Linked DNA regions of Sus scrofa: all the other regions are linked to region 1. The links are chromatin contacts, called in public HiChIP or PLAC-seq maps. All regions are on one chromosome and are shown on one strand. Each heading gives the region's core, a stretch centred on a gene start, on an enhancer-like site or on the middle of the called end of the contact. The rest is flanking DNA. Distances are from core to core; before and after follow the strand shown. Region 1 has its middle 230 kb from the start of PTEN. Region 2 holds the start of KLLN (killin). Region 3 overlaps RNLS (renalase).

The links. HiChIP or PLAC-seq counts read pairs in DNA pulled down with a chosen protein or histone mark.
Region 2: an H3K27ac HiChIP or PLAC-seq map of skeletal muscle shows a contact between it and region 1, with 7 times the contacts expected there. The contact joins the promoter of KLLN here to the enhancer-like site in region 1. A contact is called at or near these places in 4 of 5 promoter capture datasets (fetal liver, fetal skeletal muscle and liver), 26 of 47 Hi-C or Micro-C datasets (adipocytes, adipose tissue, alveolar macrophages and 16 more) and 2 of 2 datasets of contacts at active chromatin or transcription factors (alveolar macrophages and skeletal muscle).
Region 3: a contact with region 1 is called in an H3K27ac HiChIP or PLAC-seq map of skeletal muscle, with 9 times the contacts expected there. The contact joins two enhancer-like sites. A contact is called at or near these places in 1 of 5 promoter capture datasets (liver), 11 of 47 Hi-C or Micro-C datasets (alveolar macrophages, embryonic fibroblasts, epiblast stem cells and 6 more) and 2 of 2 datasets of contacts at active chromatin or transcription factors (alveolar macrophages and skeletal muscle).

Annotation. Positions count from the first base shown.
Region 1 is chr14:100,154,482-100,158,403 of Sscrofa11.1, reverse strand. No RefSeq gene overlaps it. Among named protein-coding and RNA genes, the nearest start is that of PTEN, 230 kb to the right of the region's middle. Within about 2 kb of position 1,728, at least 22 of the 83 cell types and tissues checked have an H3K27ac peak or open chromatin away from gene starts, as enhancers often do. A contact at or near this core is called in adipose tissue, fetal liver, liver and 4 more, where this site is marked.
Region 2 is chr14:99,926,255-99,930,412 of Sscrofa11.1, reverse strand. It overlaps KLLN (killin), which reads left to right and starts at 1,526. Exons shown (of 3, transcript XM_021073704.1): 1 at 1,526-1,609; 2 at 1,979-2,167; 3 at 2,170-4,158. The coding sequence starts at 1,526. The coding sequence ends at 2,742. PTEN (phosphatase and tensin homolog) reads right to left here and starts at 357. Exons shown (of 9, transcript NM_001143696.1): 1 at 41-357. The coding sequence starts at 119.
Region 3 is chr14:100,410,279-100,414,627 of Sscrofa11.1, reverse strand. All of the region lies in intron 4 of RNLS (renalase), which reads left to right. Among named protein-coding and RNA genes, the nearest start is that of RNLS, 190 kb to the left of the region's middle. Within about 2 kb of position 2,412, at least 43 of the 83 cell types and tissues checked have an H3K27ac peak or open chromatin away from gene starts, as enhancers often do. A contact at or near this core is called in fetal liver, liver, omental adipose tissue and 1 more, where this site is marked.

The DNA of each region.
Region 1 (3,922 bases), core at 479-2,978:
ACTTAATCCCACTAAGCCTCACTTCTCTTATCTAAAAATGGGGATAATAACATCAGCTCCCTCATGTATCTGTCAAGTAAACTCAGTGAGATAACGCACGTTAAAGTACTTAGCATGGTGCCTGGCGAATCGTAAAAACTCAATCCGTATTAGTTATTATCTTTATTTTTCTGTCATTGACAGGCAACAGGTGTGGTGGAAAGGCTTACAATTTAAGTCAGGTAATCTGGACCTGCCATTAGCTCTAACACTGCAGGTTGGTCAGTTCACCTCTCTACTTCCTCATCAACAAACGGAGAGGAATCAGACTTCCCATTGTGGCGCAGTGGAAATGAATCCGACTAGTAACCGTGAGGTTGCAGGTTTGATCCCTGGCTTCACTCAGTGGGTTAAGGATCCGGCCTGGCTGTGAGCGGTGGTGTAAGTCACAGACATGGCTCAGATCCCATGTTGCTGTGGCTGTGGTGTAGGCTGACGGCTGCAGCTCCAATGCGACCCCTAGCCTGGGAACTTCCATGTGCCCTGAGTGCAGCCCTAAAAAGCAAAAAAAAAAAAAAAAAAAAAAAAAAAAAAAAAAAAAAAAAGAGGGAGGAATCATATCCATCCGGCAGAGTTGTTTCAGGCTTCAGCGAAATACTGCATGGGGAAAGTGCTTGCAAACCATTATGTGATATGCAAGCATAATTTAATGTAATCATCTCCGAGCTAGACCTGAGCCTCTGGAAGCACTGGGCAGATGCCATCTATGTGAATTTGTTCAGAATATGGACTATCCAGACAGTTGAGTAATACCAAAAAGCATCCTAAGAGTCTAATGATGCAAAGCAAAAAAATGAGGCCCAGAAACGAGGCGGTCTGAACTCAGAAGGGTCGGAGACAAACAGCAAAGCCAGGTTCACAAAGAAATTGCCTGACTTCTCGCACTTAATAGCTTAGCATCTTTCAAAGAGATGAGACACAATTTTTTCAAGTCCCCAAATTGATAGGCAATAGCATGGTTTCAAGTCAGGAGTCGACAATGGTTTTTGCCTCTTAAAACTATAACCCAAGAGATATACCCGGGTGGGGTTGCTGGGACACACCCCCATTGGCAGCCATTCTGGGGCTGGCCAGGCCTGGCCTCAGCGTTTTGCTGATGGAGGCAGCCAGTGATCTGACCACTTGGCTCGGATGGTGGAATGTTTCAACCTTCTGGTCCGCAGCTCTTGGCTAACAATCATGCTCTCCGAGGGCCCTTCCAGCCTGACCATCCTCCAAGGCAAAGTGAACTGATTATTTACACACAACTCTTCCTTCTTGGACTCCGAGGCCTGGGGTGTGGTATGCATTTTCAGCCTGAGTCTCTTGCTTTTGGAAAGCCTCGGGGATGTCGGTACCCCACAGGAACATGGCAAGGGGGAAGGAGGTTGGGAGAAAATGAAAGGAAGGAGGAAGCAGCCAGTGTTCTCGCCAGGCCCTGCTTTGCCTCTTCAGGTGGAGGAAGAGGAAGGGTGGCGTCAAGGTTGCACCAGAGCGGTTCTGAGGAGGAAGCAGTTTGGGGAAGCGGCAGCTTGCAAAGCTCAGGGGAGCTGCTGGCTCCTGGAGGAGGTGGCCTCGTCCCCAGGGAGACTCAGTGTCAGGGGCCCACCGGGAGAGCGGGGTCCTGCTCCTTCAGGGTCACAAAGGGGCTGTAGGCAGGAGCAGGAGACACGTCCCGGGCAGATGGCAACGGACACGGCGGGGCCGGGGCCATGAGCCTGGCCTCGTCCCCACGCTCTGGTCTCCACCTTGGTTTCCTCTTAGCTGTGGCTAAAGAAACAAAACCACGATTTAAAAAAAAAGAAAGAAAAAAAAAAAAAACCCTTACGTGTGTGATTTCAACATTTTATTCAACGGCAGCGGGGGGGGGGGGGGCCTATAGCTTAGCAAGCCTCCTGGGGGCTCCTTCCTCCCCACCTGCTTCCTTCCTGTCCCCTCTCGCTGCTCCCTCTGCTTTCTCGCCCCAGACCCCTTCCCTCAAAATGTCTCCTACTTGCCCCCCCTTTTGCTCTTGGCCCCCTTACCCTCCTCTCTGCTCCCCTCCTTTCTGCCCCCCTCTCTCTCTACCCGCCTCTCTCTCTGCTCCCCTCCATCCTCCCCTCTCTGCTCCCCACACTCCACTCCCTGTCTTTGCTCTCCCCTCTGTCCCCCTCTTCTCTCAACTCTGCTCCCCCCTTTTCTGCCCGCTCCTCCCCTCTGCACCCCCTCTCTTTCCCCTCTGCTTCCTCCTCTCTTCCCCCCTCCCCCGCTCCCCTCTCTCCCCACTCTTCTCCCCCTTCTGCTCCCCCCTCTCCTCTCGCCTTGCCCCCCTTCTCCCACCTCTGCTCCCCTGCCCCGCTCCCAACCCTTGCTCCCCATTCTGCCCCCCTTTGCCCCCTCTTCTCTGCTTCCCCCCCTCAGATCCCCCCTCCTCTCTCTTGCTCCTTTTAGTCTATCTTTCCTGTCCGCAGGCCATCTCTTCAAAATGCCCTGATGAGGACTTTCTGATTTCTCTGTTTCTGGCTCCCAGGACTTTAAAGAGAGTGTAAAATCTTCTATGCCACTGTCAAAAGGCTTTGATGCGGGTGGGGAAAGAATAAGGGAGAGGATATGGTGACTCAAGTTTAAAGAAAGTAAGTGTAATGATCAAATAAGTTTCTGGTCAGTTTTCTAGGAGTACCGATTTCTTCTCATATTTCTTCGCAGCCTCCATAGAGCCTAGCACTATGCCCAACATATGAAAAATACTACGTAAGTATTTGTTGACTGAGTCAATGAATGAATGGAATGAATGAATGAATACTAAAACAAAGTGTGGTTTTAATCCTTTTGAACACATGCAGCCACCATGCCAACTGAACCAGCAAGCAGATGTGCCCAGTCTTTAGAGGATCTTGGAAATCCTCTAGTGAATGGACATATTCACTAATAATTTGCACAAGTGTTATTAAAATGTACATGCTGCTGCTAAGCTTTGCCCTCTTCCATGGGCTAACATTTCCCATGTTTACATTACTAATTTTCTGGGCAAACCTTCTTTTACAAACACAGGTAGAATCCCAATCCACAGGTTCAGTAAACAGAGCCGTGGACTCTGCCCACATCCCATGGTGACACTGCTTTACTTGCCCCATCCTCTCTGTACCCACCTGGTTCCCTGGCCAGCTTGATCTAATTCATCCTCTCAACAAATATTTGTTTTATATCTTTCTATGCCAACCTTTATGCTGCGTGTTTCACACATACCATCTCATTTAATCCATTCCCTGCCCTGAAGAAGGTACAGCTATTATCTCTATTTTTCTGATGAGGAAACTGAGGCAAAAGTTGATCAGATGGGTTCACTAACCATCCTGGTTTGCTCACCTCTGAGGGGGCTCCCAGGATAAGAGACTTGCAATTTTCCTTCCAGGACAGTCCCAGGCAAACTGGCCCAGTGTGCATGGGGCTGTGGAGTTTCCTGGGACATGGGACTTTCAATGCTAAAATGGAAAACTCCTTTGCAAACTAGATGAGTTGGATACCTGACCCTAGTCACGTGCTCAAGGTCACACAGCTGGTAACATCAGACTGGGATTCAAGGCTCCCCCTTGGTCTGATGTCAAGGGCCCACTTTTACCCACCCAGCTTCGCTCATCTAATCCTACATTTCTGTAGGATTAGATATCCTAAGACATCTCAGCATCACCCCACCCCCCCAAAATCTCTCTTCCCCTAAAACCAACCATGCTGACTCCAACTCCACTGAAGCTACCTAAAAGCATCCTAAGAGTCACTTCCAAAGCTCCCATATCCTTCCCTCCTTTGCTGCTCCCTTTATACCACCCTGGTCATGTTTTCAGCCCCTGAATTCCTAGAACCAAAAGGTTTCTCTGCCTCAGGGGTCCACCCTGCAAAGCACCCTGAGATGCATTCTCTAGAATGT
Region 2 (4,158 bases), core at 277-2,776, 230 kb after region 1:
CAGAAAAGCAAAGAGGAGCAGCAGCCACAGAAATGGATACAGGTCAAGTCTAAGTCGAATCCATCCTCTTGATATCTCCTTTTGTTTCTGCTAACGATCTCTTTGATGATGGCTGTCATGTCTGGGAGTCTGTGGCTGAAGAAAAAGGAGGAGAGAGATGGCAGAAGCTGCTGGTGGCGGGGCTTCTTCTGCAGGATGGAAATGGCTCTGGACTTGGCGGTAGCTGATGCCCCTCGCTCTGCTGCCGCTTGGCTCTGGACCGCAGCCGGGTAATGGCTGCTGCGGCGGCTGCTGGATGGTTGCAGCGACTGGGCCTGCTTCTCCTCAGCAGCCAGAGATCTGGCAGCGGCGGCAGCGGAATGGGGAGAAGACGAATAATCCTCGGAAAGGCTGCCTCCTCCGGCGGCCTCTGGAGCCCGGGCCAGGGGGGGTGCGGCGGCGGCGGAGGGGAGGTTTAAAACCGGCCCGGGTCCCTGGATGTGCCGCCGCCGCCGCCGCCGTGTTGGAGGCAGTAAGAGGGGAGAGACCAACTCTCCGGCGTTCCCAGCCCTGGAAATGATGACAGGCGACTCCGACCCCCTCCCCGGAGCTGCAGCCGCCGCCGCCGCCGCCGCCGCCGCTTCTCCCCCCCGCTCCAGGAGCGGGAGGTGCCGCCGCCGCTCCTCAGCCGGCTCCCGCCCGAGCCCACGGCTTCCACCGTCCCTTTCAGAAGAAGCCGAGGAAGAGGCTGCACGGTTAGAAAAGAGGACGAAGAGGAGGCGAGAAACGCCGCCGCTGCCGCCGCCGCCGGCCGGCCGGCTCCCCGAGGGCGCTGCCCCCGCGGCTGCTCACAGGCGTTGAGAGGGGCTCTGGGCCGCGGCCGCCGCCGTCTCTCATCTCCTTCGCCTGAGCCCGGTCTCGCCTCACAGCGGCCCAACTCTCAAACTTCCATCATGGCTGCAGCTTCCGAGAGGAGAGAACTGAGCGCAGCCGCGTCCCGGCTCCGAACGGGTATCCTGCCGCAGTGCACAAAGAGTCCCGCCACATCACCGCCCGCCAGCCTGCCCGCCCCCTCCGCCGCCGCGCTAGGGGCAGGGGCGCCTGGGAGCCCGAGGGGAGGCGGGAGGCGGGAGGCGGGCCGGACCGCGCCAGGGGAGAGACGCGCAGGGCAGGGCTGGGGTTTTAGGGAGGGGGCAGAAGCGGCAGCTCTGGTGCGAGCGCCGAGTCCCCAACCTGCTGGCGCCACTGAGCATGCCCAGTATGACTGCCCGGGGCTCGCTCGGGCTTGTTCCGAGGCCCCCTCCTGAAGCTGCACTTGCTGCGGCTGCTTCTGCAGCAACGCAGGGTGGGGGGACGAGCTGAACCATAGCCTGTGCCCAGCAACGCAACCCGAGGCAGAATAGGCTGTTGCGAGCGAGACAGGGGGGTTAAGGTGAAGGCTGAGGCAGGTTCTTTGAGCAGTGTCACTGACGCGAGTCTGAGGTTACCTGTGCACAGGTGGGAAAGACCAGGTGACTGCGCTGGTAGTGTACCGGGAAGCGCAAGGATGGTCCCTACAGCGAGGACACCTCTCCCCTTGCCCCCAGATTTCCCTGGCACGGCCTGCAACCCCCCGTCCTTTTGCACCGCTGTCGGATCACAATCGTTCGCAGGGATTTGACTGCAGCAGCCTCTGCCAAAAAATCCACCTATCCCCCACCCCCACCCGTGTCCTCAAGGTGTCAGTCTTAATACAAAGAATCCCCTATTGTGTCTCTAGTGTGTATCACCTCATCCGGCTCCCTTGCATCGCCCCACCTCCCGCTTCCCCGGCAACCTGGTTCATTTGCCCTAAAATTGAAAGGTCCAGCAGAGCGTGCTGAATATGAACACATCGCCCCTGAATTTCTAGATCCCAAAGGACAAATGTCCAGGTGAAATGAAAGCTGATACCCGACGCTGGGATGCACCCCAGCCCCCTGGAGAGCAGAGAGCATCTCTCCCCTCGGGGTTCCAGTAGGGTTCACCGCGTCGAACTGAGCCAAAGACTCCTCGCCCCGCCCCCTTTTGGGCCGCTGTGAAAACCTGGCTGGCTGGATCGCCCCGGGGCCCGGTTCCGCGCTCCACCACCCGGGCGGAGACTCGGGTTGCTGGGCCGGAGAGTGAAGTACGCGACGGTAGGAAGCTGCAGCCCCGGCGAGTGGGCGGAGCCGAGGAGACCGAGGAGGGTTCAAAAAGAGGTGGAGGGATATACGGGCCACAGTCGGAACTACTTTCAGGGGGAGGTCACGTGTGATCCTAGTTGGGGAACTTTCCAAATTCCCACTCCCATTTGATAACTCCAGAGGCAAGTGTTTCGCTTCTTTTGCCCAGAGGGCTCCCGCCTTTCAGAAGCAGAGGGACCCCAGAGCCTCCTGGGTCTTGGTGGAAAGACAGGTTCAGACGAGCCTCCCGCTGAAGCGCTGTCGGGACTGGAGCCTGAGGAGCTGGTTACACAAGCACCCACATCCAAGCACGTGCCCCCGCCTCCCCTCGCCTTGGTCGCTGCCGTTGATTCTTGCAAATCTTAGAGCGAGACTTCCCAAACTGGTCGCACCCTTCGCCTGCTACCCCCAGAGCAAGCTAGAGGCCGGAAAACTGAGACTCCGCGTTCTAGATTCCCTAGCACCGCGACTTCTCAAACCCTGGGGGTCTGGAGCTAGTACACTACCCCTTAGGGCGAAACTTTCAGGTACTGTATTCTTGGGGCAAAAGGGTATCTCCGGGCAGCAGCCCGCTGCGTGAATTTAACGATGTTGCAACAAACTTTGTCACTGCCTCTGAGCTGGTGAGCGTGCCCCACCTACTGTAGACTCAGCCAAGTGACTTATCTGGTCGGAGAACCTAGTCAATGGCCTTCAGCCCAGAACAAACTTGTCAAGTCTGCTTACTTGGGACTGATAGACCTATCCCGTGAGGGAGCTGATTCAGAAAGGCTGACAACCAGAGCGCATTGACCAGCTGCAAAGTGAATTGTCCACCTTCGTTTGGAGAGGGTGGGCAGCAATACCAACCTAGAATTCCTTCTTTCTATCCCCTAGGAAGTAGAATTCAAGTAGAATTCGAGTCCAAAAGTATTTAAGTTGATAGGTTGAGGTACTAATAGTCTTTTAGATCTGAGAGAATGGAATCAGTTTGCATTTGTATTGCTGTAATTTTGAGTAGGTGCCTAGGAAGGTCTAAAGAGGATTTATTCAGTGTAAGAGAAAGAATATGGTATATGAGCACATTACAGTTGCAGGCAGCCCCTGAAGACTAGAAACCCCAAGAGAGCTAGTTTAGAAGCCACAGACCATTACCTAATTCCAGGACTACTAATTAAACCAGGGATATTTACACTATTCTTAGAGATCTCTGAGGTTCCATAAAACTTTAAATTTACATGCAACCTCCTTTTAAGACAGCGCTTCAAGAGTTAGCCACCTGCTGAATCTTCAGTGTTGGTAATTATTGGAGACTGGTTTTGTGTATGGTCCTGGTCAGCCTAGGGGAAGAAGAGGCCACGAATGGAAAAAGAAATAGAGAGCAGCCTAGAAAGAGTAGAAGAAAGGCCTCTAATTGGTTTCCAAAGATGAAAATCTTGGAGTTCCCGTGGCTTACCAGGTTAAGGATCCAGTGTTGTCACTGCAGCTGCTGTGGCATGGGTTCGATCCCTGGCCTGGGAACTTCCACATGCTGTGGGCATGGCAAAAAAAAGAAAGAAAGAAAATGAAAATCCTGTCCATGCAGCCTAGTGTAAGCTAGAGATTTCTTTATTTTATAAATCACCAAGAATAAGAACTTCCTGATTTCTAGGTGTTCCAAGAGATTGAATGATAAGAACCTGAGAGCTATGTTCAAATGCTTAAGGAGGAAAGAGAAAATGAAGATAAAGTTAAATGAAGTGAAGTGATTAGGGAGGGTTAAAACATCCCATGTTTTTTTCTCAGGTTACTGATCTTGTCCCCAAGAGTTCCTGTTATTAGCACTGCCCTACTTTGCCCAGACCCCTCTGCCCCGCCTATGTGAAGATTAGTCTCACAGTATCTGAGACTAATACTGTCTCAGAACTGAAATCCACTTCCTGGGAAGAAAATGGATTCATTCCTGCCCTGTTGGAGTTAGACATGAGGAGAGAGAATCCTTTCCAATTCTCGTGGCTCAAGTTACTCTGGTGCAGAG
Region 3 (4,349 bases), core at 1,163-3,662, 260 kb before region 1:
AACTAGGTCTGAAAAAAGAATGAATTTCTTCTTTGTTGTTGTTCTTGGGTTTTGTTTTTTTGTCTTTTTTAGGACTCTATGTGCTGCATATGGAAATTCCAAGGTTAGGGGTCCAATCAGAGCTGCAACAGCCAGCTTATACCACAGCCATAGTAATGCAAGATCTGAGCCGCAATGTCAGATCCTTAACCCACTGGGCAAGGCCAGGAATTGAACTTGCATCCTCAGGGACACAAGGTTAGTTTCTTAACCTGCTGAGCCACAGTGGAAACTCCAGGAATGGCTTTCAAAGAAAGAGGTGGAAATAGTTAGGTACCCGACTTCTACATGACAAGTGTAAGAAGTCAGTGATATACTTCATTGAAATGGATTCAGAACTGCCCTCTGAGCTCTCACCTGTACCACTACTATCTCCTCTTCCAAACACCCACATTCCCTATGTCTGTGTTTTCGAGGTCTGAGGTCATGAAAGGCAGAGAGCCACACACACACCTCTATTTGCCCTTCCCACTAAACTATAGGCTGATGTAGTTTCTGATTCTCTTTTCTGCGTTCAGAGCATCTACTACTGTCTGTCCTGCAGGACAACTTCAAATCATTTCCCCAACACCTGTGTGGCATTAGAAGTATTGGATTTGTGGCCAGAAAATCTCTGCTATTTTTCTTAGTAGCTGAGTGACCTGGAGCATGCTATTTAATTTCTGGGAGCCCTGCTGGTCTTTGAAAATATCAATGATTACATGTAAAAGCACTTTGTAAAGTGTAAGCAGTTCCATAAATAGGTGTTGTTATTCATTTTCTCATTTTAATATCAGACATCACCTCTGCTACAAATAATCTGCCGTTCAGTTTGTCCTATTCTCTCCCTTTCCTTCTTGCCTGCTTCTTCGGTCTCTAGTCCCTTCTGCCACATAAATTTGCTTTCCTGAAAAAGCTGGTTATTTGGAGACATCATCACCAGCCAATCAGAGCTCACCATTCCTTCTGGCTGGTAAGCCAATCAGATGTAACCTCCAGGTCTCTTTTCAGTGTTGCTAGGGCTTCAGGTCTACTTCTAAAAGCTGACTTGCTTGCTTTCTGGTAGTTCTCATTCTCTCTCTCTCTCCTCTCTCATTCTCTCTCCTTCTCCTTCTCTCCCTCCCCCACTCCCCCCTTCTCCCCCTCCTCCTTCCTGTCCTTCCTCTGCATCCCTCTCTCCACTCCTCATTCAGGGTTTGGAGCAATTCCAAATACTTAAGCCTTCCGGAAGTTTGGGTTATGGATAAGCAAGGTTTGACAGTGTTTTTTCCCTTGAGAAATAGAGAACAACTATTCCGTGTTCAATATCATAGCAAGTATTTCAGCAGCTTAATATCCCTTGGCTACATACAATTTAATTTTTTTTATGGGAGTTTTGTTTTTTGTTTTGTTTTGGGTTTTTTTTGGTGTACAAATCGACCTTAATTCAGATAGACCAGAACATAAACTGGTATTAAATTTGGGAATAAAACATCCTATCACTTGAGCCTCATTGGGCTTCACAAAATAACATTCAGAATATTTTAGAGCTCTTCCAGTTTTTAATTGATGACAGAAGATGGTAAACACATTGCTCCTGTTTCTTTGACTTTCAGTGCTGGGATTTTTGAAAATAACCACTAAGGATAGCAGTGATTTGGGAACTAATACCTAATGGCTAAGTGGGTGTCCTCTCACTCACTTCCTGTTTATCTTTGGAAACTAATTAACATGGGAATAATAGCTAGAAACCCTCCCTGTTTAGAAGACCCACTGGTCCATCTTTAAATGCTATAGAGCTGGAATGTTTAAAAAGATTCCCTTAACACAGAACAGCTCTGCTTTCCAAAACCCTAAAGACGTTTGATAAGGAAAAATAACTAAGAACTGATGTCTTTCTCATAACCTTTGCTACCTACTTAAAAACTGAAACAGTACAAGAATTTGCAGCTTAAAATGACCAGAGAAATGGCAGAAAGCCAGAATTCTGTCAGAGATGGCTTAGAAAAGCTTAATGATTAACAAATGGGTCACTGCCTTCAGGCTCTGACCTTTAGAACTAACCAGTTTTAGCCTTTTGGTTAGGTTCCTTCAAATCATTCTGTACCAGGGAAAAACACACTCCCTAATGGCACAGTACCACCCATCCAAAAAGGAATTCTTAGGCCAAAAAGGAATTCTTAGGCAGCCCACGTATTTGGTGAATAGATGTTCTGATACCATGTAGTTGGTCCTAAACACAGTATTAACAACTGTTAAATCATATATTTTTTGGTTAGAGTTTAGGGAAGGCCCTAAGCACTACTGCATATCCTGCAGGTGAAATGTACGAAATTCGGTTAACATGGTAACGGCTCTAAAAATACCTAGGCTACAGTTTAACCACAGAGTTTCCTCCTCAACGTAAAAGAGCCACCGTCACGAGCTGTTCGAAAGTGCAACAAAAGCAATCTCTATCGGACTTTGTGCAAGCAGGCTATTAAATCAGGCCTAGCAATGACAATCTGCAGCCACCCTGCATCAAAGTAATAATTAAAGTTTTGCAGACCAGAACAGCAGAGCACAACCCTGCTAAGAAAAATATAAAATTGATAAGGCTTTTCTTTTCTCCTCCAACCTGTTTTCTCTCTCACTCACCCCACCCCCACCTCCAGGTGGACTAAGCAGGGCGTGGCAGGGGTGCTGAGACAAAGAGTCACCACACTGTGACCGCAGGGCCCCACCCGAAGGAAAGCCTGGGGCAGAGGGACTCAAAGGGACAATGGGCCGGGTGCCACAGTTTTCCTGCTGCTTCTGCACCAGGCTCCCACACTGGGTGCAGAGGAGGCAGAATCACTCACATGGTGGTTCCTGTCTGGGCTCTTCACTTGGCAAAGACATGGTGGATGGGGTCAGCCTTTCTCTTGGAAGCCTTTGCAGTTAGAGTTGGAAATACAGTCAGCTCTTTTGAATTCTGAGGGTTGTTGGCTGTGCAGGGCATGAGGTTTCTTACTATATTCTGTCATGTCTAGGGTGCCTGATGTAATAAAAAAAAATACCTGGCACCCAGTTACATTTGAATTTCAGATAAACAATAATTTATTGAGCATAAGTATGTCCCATGCAATATTTGGGATATACCTACACTAAAAAAAAAAGTATTTACCCGAAATTCAAATTTATCTGGATGTCCTGTATTTTATCTGGCAGCTCTAGTAAAGTCCTTTCATTTTATTTTGTTTTTGTCTTTGTTTTTTGTTTCTCAGTAGTCTCCCTATCCTCCAATACCCAATCAATAAGATGGCTCTTGTTTGTTTGGAGTTTTTTTCACTTTGATTGGTTTTGTTGTTTAGTTTTGCTATGTTTTTAAGCTGTAGATCAATTTAGAAAGGCTAAGGAAAATGAACTAGCATTTACTGAGCTCATTCTTATGCCAAGCCTTGTATTAGGTACTTTTGATGCACATTTTTGTTTTATTTTGTTTGCTTTATTTTTCCCAATTCCTCACCTCATTCCTGACTGGTAAACTACCCATAATCTACATTTTACAAAAGAGGATACGGATGATCAGAGAGGTTGAGTCGCAACGTCACACAACTAACAAGTAGCAAAGCTTAGGATAAGCCAAGTGAGTATGACCCCAACTGGCTTTCTCAAACACTTAAGTATATCTGCATTAGTCATATTTAAATGTAGTGTTTAATTTCTGCATATACATAACATTAGGGTTTTTTTCCTTAACAAACCTCTACCAATAGCACAGATTCTTTAAGAAGTGAAAAGCTCTAATTGCTAGCTGAACTGGGAATTATTCTCCATCAAATCCTTCTAAATAATAAACTATTTTATTGATTTTTTTCCTGTTATTGGACCTCCAGCCCATTTCTGACTGCTCTCTACTAGAGCTATTCTAAGGACTTTCCATATATTAATTAATTGAATACTTAAATTATTTCTATGATATAGTGATACTGTAGTTATAACCTTTATTTTACAGACGAGGAAACTGAGGTGTAGAGAGTTTAAGTAACTTTCCCAAGGTCACACAGCCTAGGTTTTGCTGTCAGGAACACAGATTTAAATCATAGTTCATTTATTTATTAGTGTATGGCCTTAGGCAAGGCTCCATACCAAAAATTGGGAATAATAGTGCCTCTCTCACAGAGAAGAAATTTTGTACGTAGTAAGCACTCAACATGCATGAGTTTATAAAATGACTCTGAGAATTATCTTTACCTGGACCTTGTGAAAAGGATCGTAAGAAGATATTCTAGGTCAGGTATTGGCAGCTTTTTTCTGTAGGGGCCTAAGAGTAAATATATTAAGCTTTATAGTCCTAGAGGCAAAATCAAGGATATTACTTGTTTAGTTAC